Regions from separate parts of the Mus musculus genome. Here regions 2, 3 and 4 are each linked to region 1. The links are chromatin contacts, called in public Hi-C and HiChIP or PLAC-seq maps. All regions are on one chromosome and are shown on one strand. The core of a region is the stretch at or near the end of the contact, and the rest is flanking DNA. Distances in the headings are between cores, read along the strand shown. Region 1 has its middle 100 kb from the start of Gm32137. Region 2 overlaps Gm13986 (predicted gene 13986). Region 3 overlaps Gm13986 (predicted gene 13986). Region 4 overlaps Gm13986 (predicted gene 13986).

Region 1 (4,223 bases), core at 815-3,314:
AAAGGCGTGGGGTCAGGTTAGTGTCACACAGGCTGCCCAGAGGTAGAGAGAAACAGTGACAGCCAAGCTCTAGCTTACAGCAGTGACTCCAAACTAAGACCCAACACTGGATGGACAGCAAGTGACACTGAGAGCAGCTGGTATGCAAGGTGATAAAATCAAATAGGAGTTCCATGAAATGAACAGAGCACCTGGATCCTTGAATGGCTCCCCTTGTAGGAGATGTCTTCACAATCCATCCCATCCACTTTTCCCTGTCTGCCCATGACTCACTCAATGCAACCACATCCAGCACTTTTTATCCACACCCATGGTCTCGGGTGTTCATCAGACTTTTTGACTCTCTTCAGAAGCCCGTGTCCCTTCCTAGCCCCCTTCTTTTCAGTCCAACAGAATTCTACGTATTCTTCAAAGAGCTCTTCAGTCTCACTGCTGCCTCAGAGCCTTCCGTGTACCCTTGCTGGAAGCATTCTTTCCCTTCCCTGGCCTTTCGTAGCCCCATGGCTGCTCCTGTCTCCCAAGCATCAGCATCCTTGTGCATTCTATGCACAGCTATAGTTGCATTGCCTCCTCTCTCTGGCACGGTCATCCTGTCTGCCCTGTGGACCTCGCTTTCGTGTCTCACGCAGGTGCTGAGAAAATAGTTTCCAAGGGAATGATGATCTGAGAGGGGTCCACATGACAATGGCTCCATTGTATTTGCCTTTAGCAAGATTCCTTGATGGGGTGTCATGTTCTCCCAGTATGGAAAGAGACAGAGGTGTTGGAAGTATTTAGGAATGATATATAGAAATGGAGAGTACCTTTTTGAAAATGGGCCAAAGTCAATTTAAAGAAAAAGAAAAACAAAACTGAAGACATTTGTAGAGAAACTAGGCACACTTGTGAACCAGTCTGCAAACATGCAGAGGGCTTTCCCCCAGAGTACTGGAAGTAGTTAGTTTCCATTCCTGATCAAAACACATCAGTAGAAAATTAGCCTAAACAGAAGTATCACTGAGATCACACAGAAGGAAAATATTTCAGAGAGGAGGTGATTCAACACTCAGATGATTTACCAGCGGGAATGTAGACTTTAGCTCTGAATCCAGAAGACTATTAAAGCTCAGACTCCTGAGTGCCAAGGCCAGGTGAGTGACTCCTTCTGGAATGAAAGCCATGCATGAATTTGACAATCTCATCTCTCACACCTCCCTGTGCTGGCTAGGTGTCCTCCTTACATGCCACCAGAAGCCGATCCTACGATTTCCCAGCAGGTGGCGACAATACATAGAAAATTCTGATCACGACAAAGGAGAAAGAAAAGTTTGAAAAGGGCTGCGATTTCTTGAGGATATTAGAGACCCATGCTAGGTCTGTAAAAATCTATTAAGTTCTCCAGAAAACCTGAAAGTCTCTATCAATTTGCCTCACATATTCATCTCCTCTGTTCATTGGAGCTCATTGGAATAAAACAAGACAGTGTGTTTGGCTGTTTGTAAATACAACCTTCCCAACAGGGTATTTGCATTTGCAGAACATAGCCATTTGAAGAACATCTTCTGTGTCTGTGTTCAGAGAAAAGAATGGGAATGCAATTCTTTCAGAGTTACTTTGAAGACCTTATTGGATCTCTCTCTCTCTCTCTCTCTCTCTCTCTCTCTCTTCCCCCCCCCCCCCCGTGTGTGTGTGTGTGTGTGTGTGTGTGCCAATGAGAGATGCTGTCAAAAAAAAAGGGGGATAGGAATTGTTAAGGATGTCCTAAGGATGTTGTTTCTTAAAGACTGTCTCCTAAGTTCAGTAAGTATTGCACACACATTCATGTGCACCCACCAACACGTGTGCACCCCCACCTAAACAAGCACATATATTCTCACACACATAAAAATAACACCTTATTAGTAAAAACAGAGGCAGAATAATGTAAAAGAACAGTGACTCCTCTAAAGATGCACACATATTTAGAGGTCGGCGAGCCTGTGTGTTCTCTAGCTTCCTTCTGAGGAAGACTGCTGCTGCAGGATGCTAGGACCATCAAGTGTCCCTGTGAGTCATTCAAGGGAGCTGGCTCTGCTGACATGCAACAGGCCAACAGGCCAGAGCCTTGTGACTCAGCCCGGAGGCAGCCTCTGGATGAGGATGCATGAGGGTAGCCCATGCCTATCAAGTAATAACCAGGAAGGATGCTGTATATTATGTACCAACAACAGATTCCCTCTCAGGGATACTTCCCATTGAGATCCCCGCAGTGGCCCACTGGACAGTTGCTGCAGCACCATTAAGAGATAAGCTCTGCTTTTTAACCCATTCATGAGTTTTGTTTGTTTTGCTTTTGTTTTCTGGGCCCCGGAGTACTCTGGGCCGCTGAGGTTTACTTCTTTTTCTTGCTTCCCTAGTTAACATTTAGATCCTTGTATTCCTTGGATGGTGCAGGATCATGCCTCCTAAGTGATTTATCAGTGCATATAATATGCATCTTCTCCCCTGCTCTCAGGTGGCTGCATCCGTGGGACTTGCATCTGTGATGTATGGACAGGATGTGACCAACACAGGCTCTTCAGTGGAAAGAAAACTGCTCACTTTCCACAGAGAGGTGGAGAGACTTTCCATTAGCCTTTCTGTCTATCTAGAGTTTTTTTCTCCATTTCCCATGTGCTTCATGACCTCTAGGTTGTTTTGCTTGTTTAGTTGGTTGCGTTTACAAGTCAGTCCTAAGGTCCATTCTATCATGACATCCTTTGGATTAGGATCATAACAACGTGAAATTTTATTATGTGCCTGCAGTAAAGATTTCCCACTAGGTCCCACCAATGAAAACCTGTAGTACAGTTCCCAGTATGAGAAGTGGTTGTCTTTCTGTAAAAAAGATAAAGGATTTAAAACTCTGTGGTTGAATCAAGATAGAGGTGGGACGATGGAAGGCAGCCAGGGGTGGATATCCTCACTGGAGTGCTGGCTCTGAAAGCGCATGCTTTCTTTGGGATTATTTCAGTTGTCAAGCGCAGCAGGCTTGACATCAATACACAGCGGGCCATGGATTATGGCTGTCTCTAATGACCATGTCACAGTGTGTTTGTTGTTCTGGATGTTAATATATAGAGCAAATGACAGCTCTTTAATTGAAGGTTGGAAGTGCCCCTTGCTAAGGCGCCTGGGTGACACATCCTTAACCACTGAAGTGAAACCCAAGACACTTGCTGGCTACGAAATGATACCCTGGAAGTCCTCTTCCTATTTGTGTATGTGCTTGGGAGGGAACATGAGCCCAGCAGCGGGCCTGCACCTCACTGGCAGCTCTTGATTTTTACCAGAGGGTGGCATCATTGGGGAACTAGCAAGGGTATATCAGTTCCATAGGAAATCCCAGCTAACCAGAGCTTTAGTGGAACATGGAACATGGCAACACAGGGTGTTTGAGGCCAGAAGAAAGGGATCAGGTCTTGTACTTTCTTTACAAAAAGTTGAATTGTCTTTTCAAGGTTCTGGAGGTCAGAGGGACAAAGTGGGTTACCCTGGAGTAAAATCAAGCATTCATTCTGGGTGGTCTGGTGGGAGTATATTTCTTCTATTTTTCTAGTTTCTAGAAGCTTCTTATGTTCTGTGACTTGGGAACCCTTTTCATCTGTTCTCTGTTTTCTATCGACTGGTTTTCTTGTTTCATTCTCTCAACTTTGGAAATCTCTGTGATTGTATTGGCTCTTTAATCTCTTCATACCCAAATCATCTGATAAGCCATCTTAATTCTATCTACTTTCTTTAATTCCCTCCTCTCACTACCATTCAGCAAAGATACCATTCACACTGGGTCTATGAATAAAAACGTGGGCATCTTTGGGATGGAGACATTATTCTTCTTACCTGGAAGGTACTAGATTAGGAAGGCTCTGTGGAATACTCATAGATGAGATAAGACTGTTGTAGTCTAAACCTTGGAGAAAAGGACTATGGGTGGGAGAGTTACGTAAGACAAAGGCTGTTCCAGAGGTCTTAAAAGCAAAATTCTTAATCAAACCAAGATTGTCTTTTGCTAAGAGCACATGTTTTGGGCTAGGCAGAACATAGGGTCCAATGTGAAGTTTATCACTGAGTGGATATAAGATTATAAATAGAGCACTCAATGATGCTGTTCCTTTTAACGTGAAGTAGAGGTAACTATGTATAATGATACTTGTTGTAGTAAATCTCTAACCCCAATATGCCCCTGCACAAACACAAAATTCAGTTACAATAGTTATAACCTGAAG
Region 2 (4,223 bases), core at 1,054-3,553, 500 kb after region 1:
TGTGGGTCCCCCATCTCGTCTCACAGTGGAAGAGGCATCCATCTTATGAGGCTGCTTCCTGGAGCATGGATCTCAAGATCCTTTCTTCTTCAAGCCTCTCTGTCTTAAAAAAAACAAAATGAAAGCAAAGCTTTCCCAGTCAGCCCTGTCCCACGTGCTTTTCTAGTTCGTGCCCCGCGTCTTCACCCCCACACATTTGTCCATCTGTTCACCTCCCATATCCTCCACGGCGCACTTATCTCTGCCATTCATCAGCACTAATCCATTTAAACCGTTCTTGCAAAGATAAACAGCAATTCCTCATGTAAACCCCACAAGAAACTCTCAGTCTCCATCTCGGATGACCTACACCTCGTGTTGAAACCCTGACTTCTCCATCTTTACTTCATCTCCCCATCATCCTCCTCTCCATCTGTTTTCCTTCCCTCTCCCTTTGTAATTTCTCACCCCTTCACCAGCTTTAATACAGTGGCTCTCCAGAAGTGTCTCTCCACTTCTCAATCAAACCCTTTTGGTAGATGAACCCCCCTGAATTAAATGACAGTCTAGCGCTGATAACTTCACAACTTAGAAAACAAATTTTCCAGAGCTTCAGGTCTGGATATCCAACTATGTATACAACATCGCCAGTAGATAGATAGACGCCTCAGGTTTCAACATGGAGTGCCTTTTTCCTCCAGCCTGACCCTCTTTGATATTCTTCTGCCTCAGTAAATATGACTGTCTTCTCATGTCAGAAAAACAAGCATCATCCTGTCTTCCATCTTTTTTTCTTCTTTCTGTTACAGAATACCAAGGTCCAGTTACTCTATCTCAAACAACATTTTCAGTGTATCAATGCTTCTGCCAACATTGACTCTCTGTCCTCTCTTTCACAGCACATTCTTATCCCCTCAGCTTCCAGACATACGCCCCTCCAGCCCATTCCTCCATTACCATCGGCTGGCTGATGTTTCTGAAGTAAAGTGTGGACCTTTCCGTACATACAAACTTGGAAACCTTCATGTCTTTCCCACTTGGTGCTGCAATAGAGAGGTTCAAAAATCTACTGACTAAAGAATTTAAGAGGCAAATTTACAAGTTTGTCTCAAGCAGCCTTTTGTTTTGTTTCATTACGTTGATTTGTTTGTATTTTATAATTATTAGACACTAACTCTTTGACTAAGTGTATTAGAAAGCTAATGGCCAATATCATGTCAGGGAGACTTTGTGGAGGAAAGGATCGTGGCTTATTTCACTGTGCCAAAGAAAGTCAGTCATAAACCCTGTTGGGAACAACACAGATGCTGCCGTGATAGGATAATTCTCCAAGACTGAGGAAAAAAACCCTCTCATACGTCAAAAGCTAGAACACTGACCAACTCCTAGCGTCAGACCTCAGCCATCAGTGAAAGTTAGAAGCGAGGACTTCAGATTATACCTGCTCACCCCTGATGCCTGCAAAGAGAAAGCCTCAGGTTGCTCTCTACAGCTATCAGGAGAACCCAGCACAGACATTCCCAGACAGCTACAAACACAGAGGGCTGAGGCCTAACTCACAGACGTGTAATCTTGGCCTCAGAAGCAAGTTACTCATCAAAAGAAAAGTCTAGGTTTCCAAAGTCTATGTGCATATGTATGTGTACAGAAGTGGTGTGTCTGTGTGCATGTATGATTTGTGGAGGGCTAAAGTGATTGCTTATATGATTTACCTCACAATTTACATCACCAGCCTCATTTCTACAGTGTAAACATCACCACTGCTTGCTCAACCACGCCTTCTTTCACACAAAATGTACTGAGCCCAGACATTTATCTAGCACTTAGCTTACATTGGATCTAATCTCTCCATTAGCTCAGCAACTATTTTCTACACCTGACAGAAGATTAAACTGAGGCCCTAAATAAAGCTCAAGTTCCTGCAACAGGAAAGAGGGCAGCCTGGAGTAGAACCTGGCCTACTCCAGTCCTGAAGACAGCCCTCTTTCCGTGCAACCTCCTTACGTCATAAATCATCACGTTTCTAGTTCTAGATAGTAAAAAGAAAGATGTGGAGGAGAAAGTTTCTGCTTTACGATAAACCACGCTGATAAAGATGATTCAGTGACTATTTTTGAGATGTCAGAGCTGAAAATGTACAGATTCCACAGCCCAAAGAACCTGCCAAGTCCCAATTGCACAACCAAAGCGGCGCAAGGAGCCAAGGAGGCCAACTGTGTGATGGAAAAAGCACAGATGTCATCTGGGAATGCTCAGAGGCCTGCCTTCAGATGGAAGAGAGACAGTCTTGCTTCCGCCGGAACCACGGCCTTATAAGGCCACACTAAGTTACTTCCTTGGCTGAATCAACCCAGTGCATACTGCCTGTTCGCTTAGATCACAGAGATCCTACGGCCTGAGCATCATGGAAAGAACGCCCCTGCTGGGCGGTGTGCTTAGTCCCCATCCTGAGCTGGCTCACAAACACCTACCTTGTAATAAAGCTGCTATGAGCCTTTCAGTGGGGACATGGGGGAGGCAAGACACTGGGGTCAAAGTGGAGATATTTAGGTCCTCCTGGGAAATTAGTCACACATCATATCCCTTCCTCTCCATTTACAGCCATTTATTTGGGAGCAAAGGAATTCTAAATGAATGAGAAGTCCCTTCCACGCCAACATGTGTTCTGAAGTTCACAGGAAGCCTTCTCCTCTGCCTTGGGGCATGCAGATGAGGCCTGCTCGCAGCTGCGCCTCCAGTGAGCTAATCAGACAGTACATGCCCACAATGGAGAGGGCTCCAGGGAACAGAACCAGCCATTTCTTTGCCTTGCTTCATCAGGCCTCCTGTCATTACACCAAAACTCTAGGAGGATAAAAGGGACTTAGATACCTCCAAGAAGACTGACCCGAGAATATGCATTAAACCGTGGTTAAGAATCTAGGGAAAAGGTCCTGCAAGGTTAAACACACTTCAGAAAAGGAACGTTCACACTCTTGCCAAGTTACTTCCCTTACAAATATTGATTACTCTCTGCAGATTATGCAGATATTTGTCTCAGCTGTTGTTATTTCAATGGCTTTCATTCTCAGCTACAAGAGTAATAGAGCTGTCACAAGGAGCCGATTCCAAACTTCCCCCTGAGGTAAGTCACCGGTGGGTGTTAAGATCCTCAGGAGGGGCGTGCCAAGTTCCACAAGAATCCCAGTGATTCTGAGATGATGGAGAATGCAAACTCTTTGTGGAAACTCACTAAAGGACTTCTCTTCAGTGATCCCTTGTTGGTCTCCCACCATTCTATTAACCCAAACCACAGTGTTTCTGGCTTTATCTTAGAAATCTTCACTCAGTCTTTGATCTCAGTTAAGGTCAGGATCTCTTGTGACAGGAAGGGATGATACAGATGGTGCAGTTCAAATTTCTACCTTGCAGGGCAGGGTCTCTCTCTGGTCAAGTTTCCCCTGTGCACATCCTACTATGGTAGACATTCATGGACACCAATAATTATTAGAAATAATAAGAATCAGGAGTTCAATTCTAACAGGTTTTGATACAATAGTACTAGATTATCTTGGTATTTTTTTTTCACTATGACTTTTTATTTCGACAAAATGAAAGGGGATGAGGCTGTCCATGTGTTGGGTGTCCCTTGTATTTCAGGAATGAGAGTCAGAGATCAACCTGCAGGAATCAGTTCTCACAATCTGCCATGTGGACCTTGAGACTCACACTTGGGTCATCGAGTTTGGTGGCAAGCATCATTACCCACTGAGACACCTCATCATTCTCCTTCACTAGAATTTCTATCAGGCAAGCTCCTCACCTGCCATTGACACCGACTGACAGGTAGATCTTCCTGGCTTACACTTCCAAGAAAACAATGTGTCTTCCAGCAGGAACAATTGAAAGTATTTAACAAGAGTCTCTAACAAGGAAGTTCACTGCATCTCACATCAATTTAACTCTGCTCATATAAATGGTTGTTCTTGGGGGGGGGGCTTTCCAAGCAAAACGGGGCTTTATTTTCTGTCTCTTTTTCCCCACTTTCAGGTATATTTCCTGGCTTGCTGAGAAATGTAAAAGTGAAAGCCGGAAGGAGAGGAACATCTAGGGAGTCATCGCTCAGAAAACCAGGACACCTGACTTCTGACCTCAGCCTTGAACTTAACTAGTTGTGAGACTCAAGGCTAATTGATGAATGATTCTGAACATTAATTATTTGCCTTCTAATTTGTAAAATAAGGCTCCACTCTAATGGGTGACCC
Region 3 (4,223 bases), core at 505-3,004, 470 kb after region 1:
GGTTGGGTCACAACCCATTTGGTGGTCGAACAACCCAGTCACAGGAGTCACCTAATACTATCAGAAAACACAGATGTTTACATTATGATCCATAACAGTAGCAAAATCACAGTTTTAAAGCAGCAACTGAAATAATTTAATGGTTAGATATTACCAAAACATGAAGAACTGAATTAAAGGGTTGCAGCATTAGGAAGGTTGAGAACCACTGCTCTAGTGTAGAACACAAAAGTGAGCACACTATTAATCACAGCTGTCACCAGTGGATAACAGACTTAGATTCTTGAGCCATTAAATGCAGATTTTTCACTACCCAGTAATTTTCCAGGTTTTCTCAGGCCTTTAGTCTTGGCTGGGGGCTACAACATCGGTCTTTCTTGTTACAGCTTCTTAGATCAAACAGCTAACGACCAGCTTTCCTGGCTCACCAGCCTGCAGATAGTCTTTGCAGGTCTAAGCGGCCTGACCATGTAAGCCAACTTACTAAATCCTCCTTTAATTACATGTATTTCTTTTGGGTCTGTTCCACTAGAGAACCGTGACTTTATGTCAATACAACCGGAGGGTGAGGGACAGGCATGGGGAGGGATGATGTTGGGGAAGAGTGAAGAAGAATTCATTCCTTCCACACTATCACTAAACACAAACTCAGCCATTTAGGAGAAATTAACACATCAACTCTTTTAAAAAAGCCAAAAGCAGGTTTTATGTGCATCTCTTTAGGAAGAAACTTCAATTTAAACAAACCAAGTTGAGTTTCCAAATTCACACCTAGAATATAAGCGAGGATTTAATTTTGTGTCTTTCCAGTTTCTAAGGCTCTGGTTTTGACCCTGAAATTTTCTGGGGCCAGGGGAAGAAATCAAGAAGGGCTGGGAAGTCTTCTAAACTGTATGCCAAACTCCAAGAAAGATGAGAGTGACCTTAAAATGTCAGAACCCTGATCTTGGCTCGCACCTATAATCCTAGTACTCAGGGGACTGACGCAGGTGGAGTTTACGAGATTAGGGGCATACCAAGCTATTCAGTGAGTTCCAAGCCAACCTGGGCTACAGAATGATACCTTGTATCAAAAACAAACAAATAAATAAATCTTAAATCCCCCAAAGTGTCAACACTCTCATTCTTGCTGGGAACTCAAACACAACAGTCTTAGGTTAGAGCCTAAACAGTAGACTGTCTGACTGGACAATAACCATAAACAGTCTTTAAAACTCATCTTACTTGTGTCCGTGGGAGAATGAAAACATAAAAAATCAAACCAAAACCATAGCTTGGCAACATTTCCAGCAATGTAAGAGGGTTAAATAAACATGACTTTGGGTCAGAGAAAACAACAGCCGGTTCAGGGCTGAGGGGTCTTCAAGACACAGTCATGTGTTGAGAAGTATCAGAAGGAGCTGAAGTTTACAAACACTACCCTCCAGCTTTGCGGTAAAAAGCCAGTTGGGGTGGGTAAATGTTTTGAAGGGAATTAGGTATGACCGAGACAACAAAGCAGGGATATCTGTATGTACACTTCCATCTCCCAGGTCCCCACAGGATCCATGCTGCTGGTCAGTCTCCCACATGCAGAGGGCAGGACCCTGCTGGGTACGCTCAACTGCCGGATCACATCAGAGAGCATACCACCAGAGTCTGGGACTCTGGGCCACAGAGGGGTCATTGAGAAGCCGTCCAAAGGCAGTTTGTGTCTCACGTGGATTTGGCAAGCTCTGAAGGTCACATGTCAGCTTGCCCTAAAGCCTGCAGCTTCCGCTATGAACTTTTCTTCCCCTTTCCTCAACTCCCTCCCACCACAGGCTGCAAAGAGTTCCGTACAGTCTCCTACATCAAAGAATGCCTTTTGTTTAAAGAGTGGAAGCCACTCCTTCTGTCCCTCTACCATATATGGCTTAAGAAAGTGAAGGCAGGATAGAAAGCACCCCAGTATTTGCTGTGTTCCCTTTCAAAGCCTGCCCTGTTTGCAGAGGGGTTATCATGTGTCCACACAGGCTGTTTGCCACAGGTCTGAAGTGAGCCTGGTCCTTGGTGACAGTACTCTGAAGAAACTTCAGACCGTGTGTGTGTGTGTGTGTGTGTGTGTGTGTGTGTGTGTGTGTGTGTGTGAGAGAGAGAGAGAGAGAGAGAGAGAGAGAGAGACAGAGAGAGAGAGACAGAGACAGAGACAGAGACAGAGAGAGACAGAGAGAGAGAGACAGAGAGAGAGACACAGAGAGAGAGAGATCCATGATTCCTCCAATATTAGGATACAGTTTCTCTGGTTTTGCTAAATCCTCAATGGGTGTACCTCCTTTCTGTCAGGATTTTCCAAATATGAGAAAAAGCAAAGATGAATGCCCAATCATTTCCGGCCTGTGGGGAATATTTTTTTAAATGGGTAGGGAGAAGCACCACTTTGGAAGGTGCACTAAAATCTCTACTGTGGAAATACACCAATCTTTGAAACCTTTTCTACCCTCTGTATCTCTCGCACAGCTACTAGAATACTAAAAATAAAAAACCAGATCAGAAGGGAAGGAAAGGAAAGAGGGAAGGAGGGAAGGAGGGAGAGAGAGAGAAAGAAAGGAAGAAAGGTCATTCTAATTTGACTTTGTTTTCTTAACTCACTTATTTTTCCCACAAAATATTTCCAGACTACCTGTAAGCCAAGCTTCTGCCCTTCCTGGCCAGTCTATCAGCGAGTGTTGGTATGAAGGGGCCACTCTGAGACTCCTTTAGCAGTAGAAAGTGCTTCTATTTGTCAACTGGTGAGATAACTTCTAAGAAAATAGCTCACTAAAGTGCTCACATATTTCAAATATTATTATTATTGATACAAATACCAAAGCACTTGGGATTCAAGACCAGAGGAATGCAAAATCAAAGCAACTTCCTTTCAAATGATAATGACATTCAAATAAATCAGGAGTCTCCGTGGGGTAGGTTTTTATGAACTTGATACAAGCAAGAGTCACCTGGAGAGAAGAAACCTCCGCTGATAAAACACCTCCATCAGAACAGCCTGTAGGCAAGTCTAGAGCATTCCTTAATGATTGATATGGAAGGCCCACCCCCTGCAAATGGAACCGCCCATGGGCAAGAGGCCCTGAGTTGTATAAGAAAGCAAGATGAGCCAGCCAGTAAGCAGAGCTTCTCCATCGCCTTGCTCCAGTTCCTGCCTCTAGTTCCTGCTCTGACTTCTCTTCATGACAGATTAAGCTCTACGATGAAACAAACCCTTTCCTCCCCAAGTTGCTTTTGGTCATGGTCTTTATCACAGCAACAAAAACCAAACTAGAATAGAAACTAAGTCAGGTGTTGGCATGCTATGGCCTACAAACAAAATTCAGCCTTCCACACACAGTTTTATAAATAAAATTCCCAGGAGGACAGCCACCTGCTTATGAACTGCCTATGACCACTCTCACTGTAGTGGCAGAGCTGAGACTCCAACACAGACATGCTAGCCACCAAAGGGCTAACCCCCCCCCCCAATCTGCCCATATATGGCAAATAGACCAAAGCCCTAGAGTACACCGTCTCATAACTTATGTTTCAAATGGGTGACTTCTGGTTCTTTGTAAACACTTGATATATCTCATGTCATGGAATTTTTTAAAATTAGAACTTCCTTTTGTGTAGTAGAAAGAACATTTGATCTCTCCATTTAGGGATAATAATCTTGCTTATTATAAAGTAAATATACAAGGCACAAATTTAAAGTATGGCTATTTTCACACACTCACACACACACATTTTGTGTGACCTTTCCCATACTGGTGTGTGTTGTGTTGATGAGCCATGGACAGAGCTCTGAAATAAAAATAGCAGAATTCCCCAATGAAAGTTTGCCAGTGTCAACTGTGAAACTGCCACTGGGTCCAGCTGAGGGCAGCACACAGCACCCCACTGATCTAAGGTAGCAAGGTAATGCCGGGTGCCTCATCAGATTGCCATTCCCGTTGGAAGAACTGGGTCTCTTCTCTCAGGCTCCCTTAGGCCACACTTGATGCGCACTTTCACTAGAACCAGCTCAACTTCTGAGGCACAACCCCAACCCCTGAGATGCAGAATAAGCTCAGTTCATACAGCGACCATCGATGCCTGAGACCCAAGCTCAGCTCATACGGCAATCATCAGTGCCTGAGACCCAAGCACTTTCCAGCTCGTTGCTCTGCGTCTGGACCTTGCTGCCCTTTATTTGATAAAATGCTCTCAGAACATCTGCCTTAAGTTCAATC
Region 4 (4,223 bases), core at 533-3,032, 420 kb after region 1:
TGTGAATGTGTGTTGAGTTTGGCCTCTTTCTCCCTTGTTCATACGCATCATTTAACAACTAGTACATACTTGGCTTTCTATCAACATTAGTGTCCATAGTAAATAAAGAATAATTATTAAAGCAATTTCCACAAAACTAGCCTTCACATATCAGGGAAGTTCTCTTTAAGGGATTTTGTTTAATTTCTTCCTCAGTAGAGAAACCAACCGGGTTTGAACTAGGCAGACTATCTCCATCTGTGCTTTCACTCTAAAATATAGTTATTAAAATTTAATAGCAAATTTCACAGATAATTAAGAACCCAACTTTAACCTTACACTTTATGAGAGGAGATTTGCATTCATTTCTAAGTTATGTTAATTCTATTTTTCAATGATAAAGCCTCTGAAATGGAAATGAAAAATAAAGAATGTGAAATTATTAATTTCACTGGGAAGTATAAAGAAAAACATAATAGTCTCAAAAAAAAAGAGATAAGCTCAATTTTTATCAATCTCAAGGCAATGGGCAGAGTCATAACCAAGGACAGTATTGCCTGTATAATCGCCTGGATGCTGTCACACATTTAGATATTGATGGTGAGGAGAAATTAAAGACTCCTCCAAAGTGAAGGTTGGAGGGATTGAAAGGATTTCAAAGGGATTGAAAAAAGTAAAAATAGGGAAACTATGACTTTTGCCTTGCCCAATGGATGAAAGTAAGCTATCAGATGCCCTGCTAGTAGTTTAAGTTAGCAATTAGAGACATGGACCTAGAGAAATAGAGTAGAGTATGTGCAATATACAGAGACAACAGTTCGGAATTCATTCCAGAATGGCACCCAGTGAAATGGTTTATGATGAACTATAAAAAATCTCACACTATACCAACACCAAACACCTGGGGCAAAGGACAGGGAATAAGAGAAGGAAACATTCAAACAGAAAGACAGGGGGTGGAGGGGGCAAGAAGTTAACATGGAGCCAAGGAAGAAAGGTCCATATTCGATGAGCTGATCTCAGCTAGTATGCTCCAATCTTGCAGGAATAGAAGAGACCTGGGTGTAGAAAATGCAATGTGGTGGGTGCAGTACCGAGCTGTGTGTGCCAAGGACCTCATGCACACTTTCCAATGGATCGGGAGAAAACAGGATTACACAGAAATATCACTATCAGGCTCAGTCTTAATGACTATCTTACCTTGTATCTCATTTATGTCAAGCATTTATCTTTAAGCTGCAGAAAGTCTTTTGAGGCTTAGAGAATACTTTTTTCAATTACTGTAGTTTGAGCATTTTATTGTTCTGTCACATTTGGAAAGGAACAGAAAATATGGCAGTTGCAATAGTTTGTGTCTTTGTTGCTGTTTCGCAATATGCCCAAAATCGTGACCAAAAGGAGCTCGGGGACAAAAGTGTTTATTTTAGCTTACATTTCCAGGTGACACTTTACCATTGATAGAAGTCAGGACAGGAACTCAAGGAAAGAACCTGGAGGCAGGAACTGACGCAGAAACCACAGAGAAACACAGATTATTGGTTCCTCTTCCATGGCTTGCTCAACTACCTTCCTTAGATAGAGTAACCTCTCTGGGGTTGGACCCTCCCACATCAATTATCAATCAACAAAATGCCCCACAGACATATCCACAGGTCAACCTCATAGATGCAATCCTCAATTAAAGTTGCCTCTTGCTAGATGACTCATTTTTGCCAAGTTGACAAAAAAATAGCCAGAACAGCACTCTATGGCTGGTATTTGTGTTAAGCCTAACCTGTGTCTGAATCATAGGGTGAGACTGTTAGGTACCCCAATTTTTGAGTGGCATAGTCAGTTTTAGATGATGTGAGAATGTGGGTTTCCCTTTCCTGACTTTAATAACTTTCCATATTTGGATCAAATGTTATATAGACCTTGAGGTTTCACCCTTTAATTGATTAAATATGGAAAAATTGGAAAGAACACATGGCTGGAATTTATATGACCATAGTGCTGCTATGTGGTGAGGGAGGTGGAAACTAGAGAGAATTTCTCTCCATGTGTGCCATCTATCTTTCAGTGACTTCCCTGATCATGTTATTTATCTGCATTAGCATTTTTGTGGTCTAGAAATTACAAACAATTTTTAATAGTCCTCTGAAAAGAATGTGAAGTGTGGAGCAATCTGTGGAAAACACATTTTTGTATAATTCTGTCAGGATCTAGAAAAAATATCTTGTTCCTGCAGTTCACTTCTGCTTAGGAATTGGTCCAACAGGAGACAGAAGGAGAAGCTGAAAGTTGGAGAGGCTTTCCCTCTTCTTCAATAGACTATACTCACGCCTTCAGTGCTTAAACTCATGCTGCTGCTTCTAGCACTTCCAGGTCATGGGGGACAGGACAAAGGTCTACTAGCTGCCAATACCACATTTAATGTAGCTTATATAAGCCTGTTACTTTGGGAACAACAAAATAAATCAAGTAAGACTTTCGTTCTCAGGGCTATAATGTTCAACAACAATAATAAGTAACAGCAGGAAAATAACCAAAATATTACACAAAATGTGACGAATGACTGAAGGAGTTCACATTTCTACTTTTTAAAATACGGTAAAATAGATGTGTAAAAAAGTACAACACACAATAAAAAATATAGTTTCTTGGAAAGATATTTTAAATATTTCTCAAAATCATTATTAGAAAAATAATAAAGGAAAAGTAGTCCATGAGAGAAAACAAAAACCACATGAGAGTGAAATTATAGAACAAGGTAGAACATAATCTGGTGTTTCCTTCATCAGCATCTGTAAATTAGGCTGTGAGCATCATTCTGTACACTAGGATGGAGTGTGGTGGTGTGGATGAGAAAGGACCCATGGGCTCATAGAGTCAAATGTGCAGTTTCCAGAGAGAATAACTGTTCAGGAAGAATTAGGAGCTGTGGTCATGTTGGAAGAGATGTGTCATTGGAAGAAGGCTTTGAAGTTTCAAAAGCTTAGCATGCACAAGCTCAGCTTTCTCTCTCTCTCTCTCTCTCTCTCTCTCTCTCTCTCTCTCTCTCTCTTAAAGGAATGTACAAATTCTCCAAATTGATTCATTTTTCTATGGAATTTTACTTGCATAAAGTTTTAAATAAAACTAACAAGGCATGTTAGACGCTAATACCACTCTGATCTTTAAATCTCATTGGACAGGAGTCAGGGGGATAGGGCATGGCAGGGGTTTCTGTGCTACTGAGCATGTTTCATGTTTCTTGCTTTATATGTTGGCCAAAGAGGACTGGTTATAACAGTTTACCAGGCAGAACTATAGGTTCCAGGATAGTGGTGAGTGTGACCCATCACCTTTGTAGATGACAAGATCATATTGCAATGTTAAAAGGTTAGGCTTGCCCACCATCTCTTCAGATGCATGTTTGAATTGAGTAAAATGTGCAGAAGAAAAGAAGTTTGGGGTCTATACTATTTTAGAGAAGTCTGGCAAACATTAAGAAGCAAGTGGCCCCCACCTTAAACAAATATTTTGGACAATAGGAAAGAGGGATTACACACACACACACACACACACACACACACGTAGTTTTCAAAATAAGTAATATTTCATTGTCACCACAGAGCAAGATAGTACAAGGAAAGAAAAACTCATGCTTAGCTAGCCCTGGGAAATGCCCTAAACAAAACCTAAAGAACTTAAACCTGACTATGGAGAGAGAGAGAGAGAGAGAGAGAGAGAGAGAGAGAGAGAGAGAGAAAGGAAGAAAGGAAGAAAGGAAGAAAGGAAGAAAGGAAGAAAGGAAGAAAGGAAGAAAGGAAGAAAGGAAGAAAGGAAGAAAGGAAGAAAGGAAGAAAGGAAGAAAGAAAGAAAGAAAAGAAAGAAAGAAAGAAAGAAAGAAAGAAAGAAAGAAAGAAAGAAAGAAAGAAAGAAAGGAAAACTATGATCAGGCAGTATATATTTATCCTAGCAATACAAAAAAAGAACATAGAAATATAATGTAACTCTTTGGAATAGTGAAACCAAAAAGAAAAAACTGAATGATTATCCTCACCCAAAGAAATAACAATTGATACATTAGTAACAGTTTTTAGCTAAGTAGGACCAGAAGGAACTTTCTTAGCTTCTTCAAGGGTAGTTGCTCAAAAATACCACAAAACCCTACAAACACATTACTCAAGTTTGAAACATTAAAACACCAGTATCTTTTTTTAAAAAAAAAGGAACAAGTTAGGATGTCCCCAATCACTGTCCCAGAAATTAAGAAGTCAAGT

What was found. HiChIP or PLAC-seq counts read pairs in DNA pulled down with a chosen protein or histone mark. A called contact is a pair of places that touch in the nucleus more often than the background predicts.
Region 2: a CTCF HiChIP or PLAC-seq map of the NIH/3T3 cell line shows a contact between it and region 1, with 9 read pairs. The contact joins two enhancer-like sites. A contact is called at or near these places in 2 of 15 datasets of contacts at CTCF or cohesin (both in the NIH/3T3 cell line), 14 of 484 Hi-C or Micro-C datasets (the HL-1 cell line, adipose-derived mesenchymal stem cells, cortical neurons and 5 more) and 4 of 115 datasets of contacts at active chromatin or transcription factors (the NIH/3T3 cell line, embryonic fibroblasts, fibro-adipogenic progenitors and 1 more).
Region 3: a contact with region 1 is called in a Hi-C map of uterus. The contact joins two enhancer-like sites. A contact is called at or near these places in 1 of 15 datasets of contacts at CTCF or cohesin (the NIH/3T3 cell line), 8 of 484 Hi-C or Micro-C datasets (beige adipocytes, embryonic fibroblasts, nephron progenitors and 1 more) and 2 of 115 datasets of contacts at active chromatin or transcription factors (the NIH/3T3 cell line and embryonic fibroblasts).
Region 4: an H3K27ac HiChIP or PLAC-seq map of embryonic fibroblasts shows a contact between it and region 1, with 9 times the contacts expected there. The contact joins two enhancer-like sites. A contact is called at or near these places in 2 of 15 datasets of contacts at CTCF or cohesin (both in the NIH/3T3 cell line), 11 of 484 Hi-C or Micro-C datasets (the C2C12 cell line, Sertoli cells, adipose-derived mesenchymal stem cells and 5 more) and 3 of 115 datasets of contacts at active chromatin or transcription factors (the NIH/3T3 cell line, embryonic fibroblasts and vascular smooth muscle cells).

The regions. Positions count from the first base shown.
Region 1 is chr2:117,540,432-117,544,654 of GRCm38.p6, forward strand. No RefSeq gene overlaps it. Among named protein-coding and RNA genes, the nearest start is that of Gm32137, 100 kb to the left of the region's middle. Within about 2 kb of position 2,065, at least 38 of the 459 cell types and tissues checked have an H3K27ac peak or open chromatin away from gene starts, as enhancers often do. A contact at or near this core is called in the C2C12 cell line, the NIH/3T3 cell line, embryonic fibroblasts and 2 more, where this site is marked.
Region 2 is chr2:118,037,323-118,041,545 of GRCm38.p6, forward strand. Gm13986 (predicted gene 13986) reads right to left here. Exons shown (of 10, transcript NR_126479.1): 5 at 1-103. Among named protein-coding and RNA genes, the nearest start is that of Gm25308, 39 kb to the right of the region's middle. Within about 2 kb of position 2,304, at least 52 of the 459 cell types and tissues checked have an H3K27ac peak or open chromatin away from gene starts, as enhancers often do. A contact at or near this core is called in the NIH/3T3 cell line and uterus, where this site is marked.
Region 3 is chr2:118,006,402-118,010,624 of GRCm38.p6, forward strand. All of the region lies in intron 8 of Gm13986 (predicted gene 13986), which reads right to left. Among named protein-coding and RNA genes, the nearest start is that of Gm25308, 69 kb to the right of the region's middle. Within about 2 kb of position 1,755, at least 120 of the 459 cell types and tissues checked have an H3K27ac peak or open chromatin away from gene starts, as enhancers often do. A contact at or near this core is called in uterus, where this site is marked.
Region 4 is chr2:117,957,594-117,961,816 of GRCm38.p6, forward strand. The region is part of intron 8 of Gm13986 (predicted gene 13986); the gene reads right to left. Among named protein-coding and RNA genes, the nearest start is that of Gm25308, 120 kb to the right of the region's middle. Within about 2 kb of position 1,783, at least 30 of the 459 cell types and tissues checked have an H3K27ac peak or open chromatin away from gene starts, as enhancers often do. A contact at or near this core is called in the C2C12 cell line, the NIH/3T3 cell line, embryonic fibroblasts and 1 more, where this site is marked.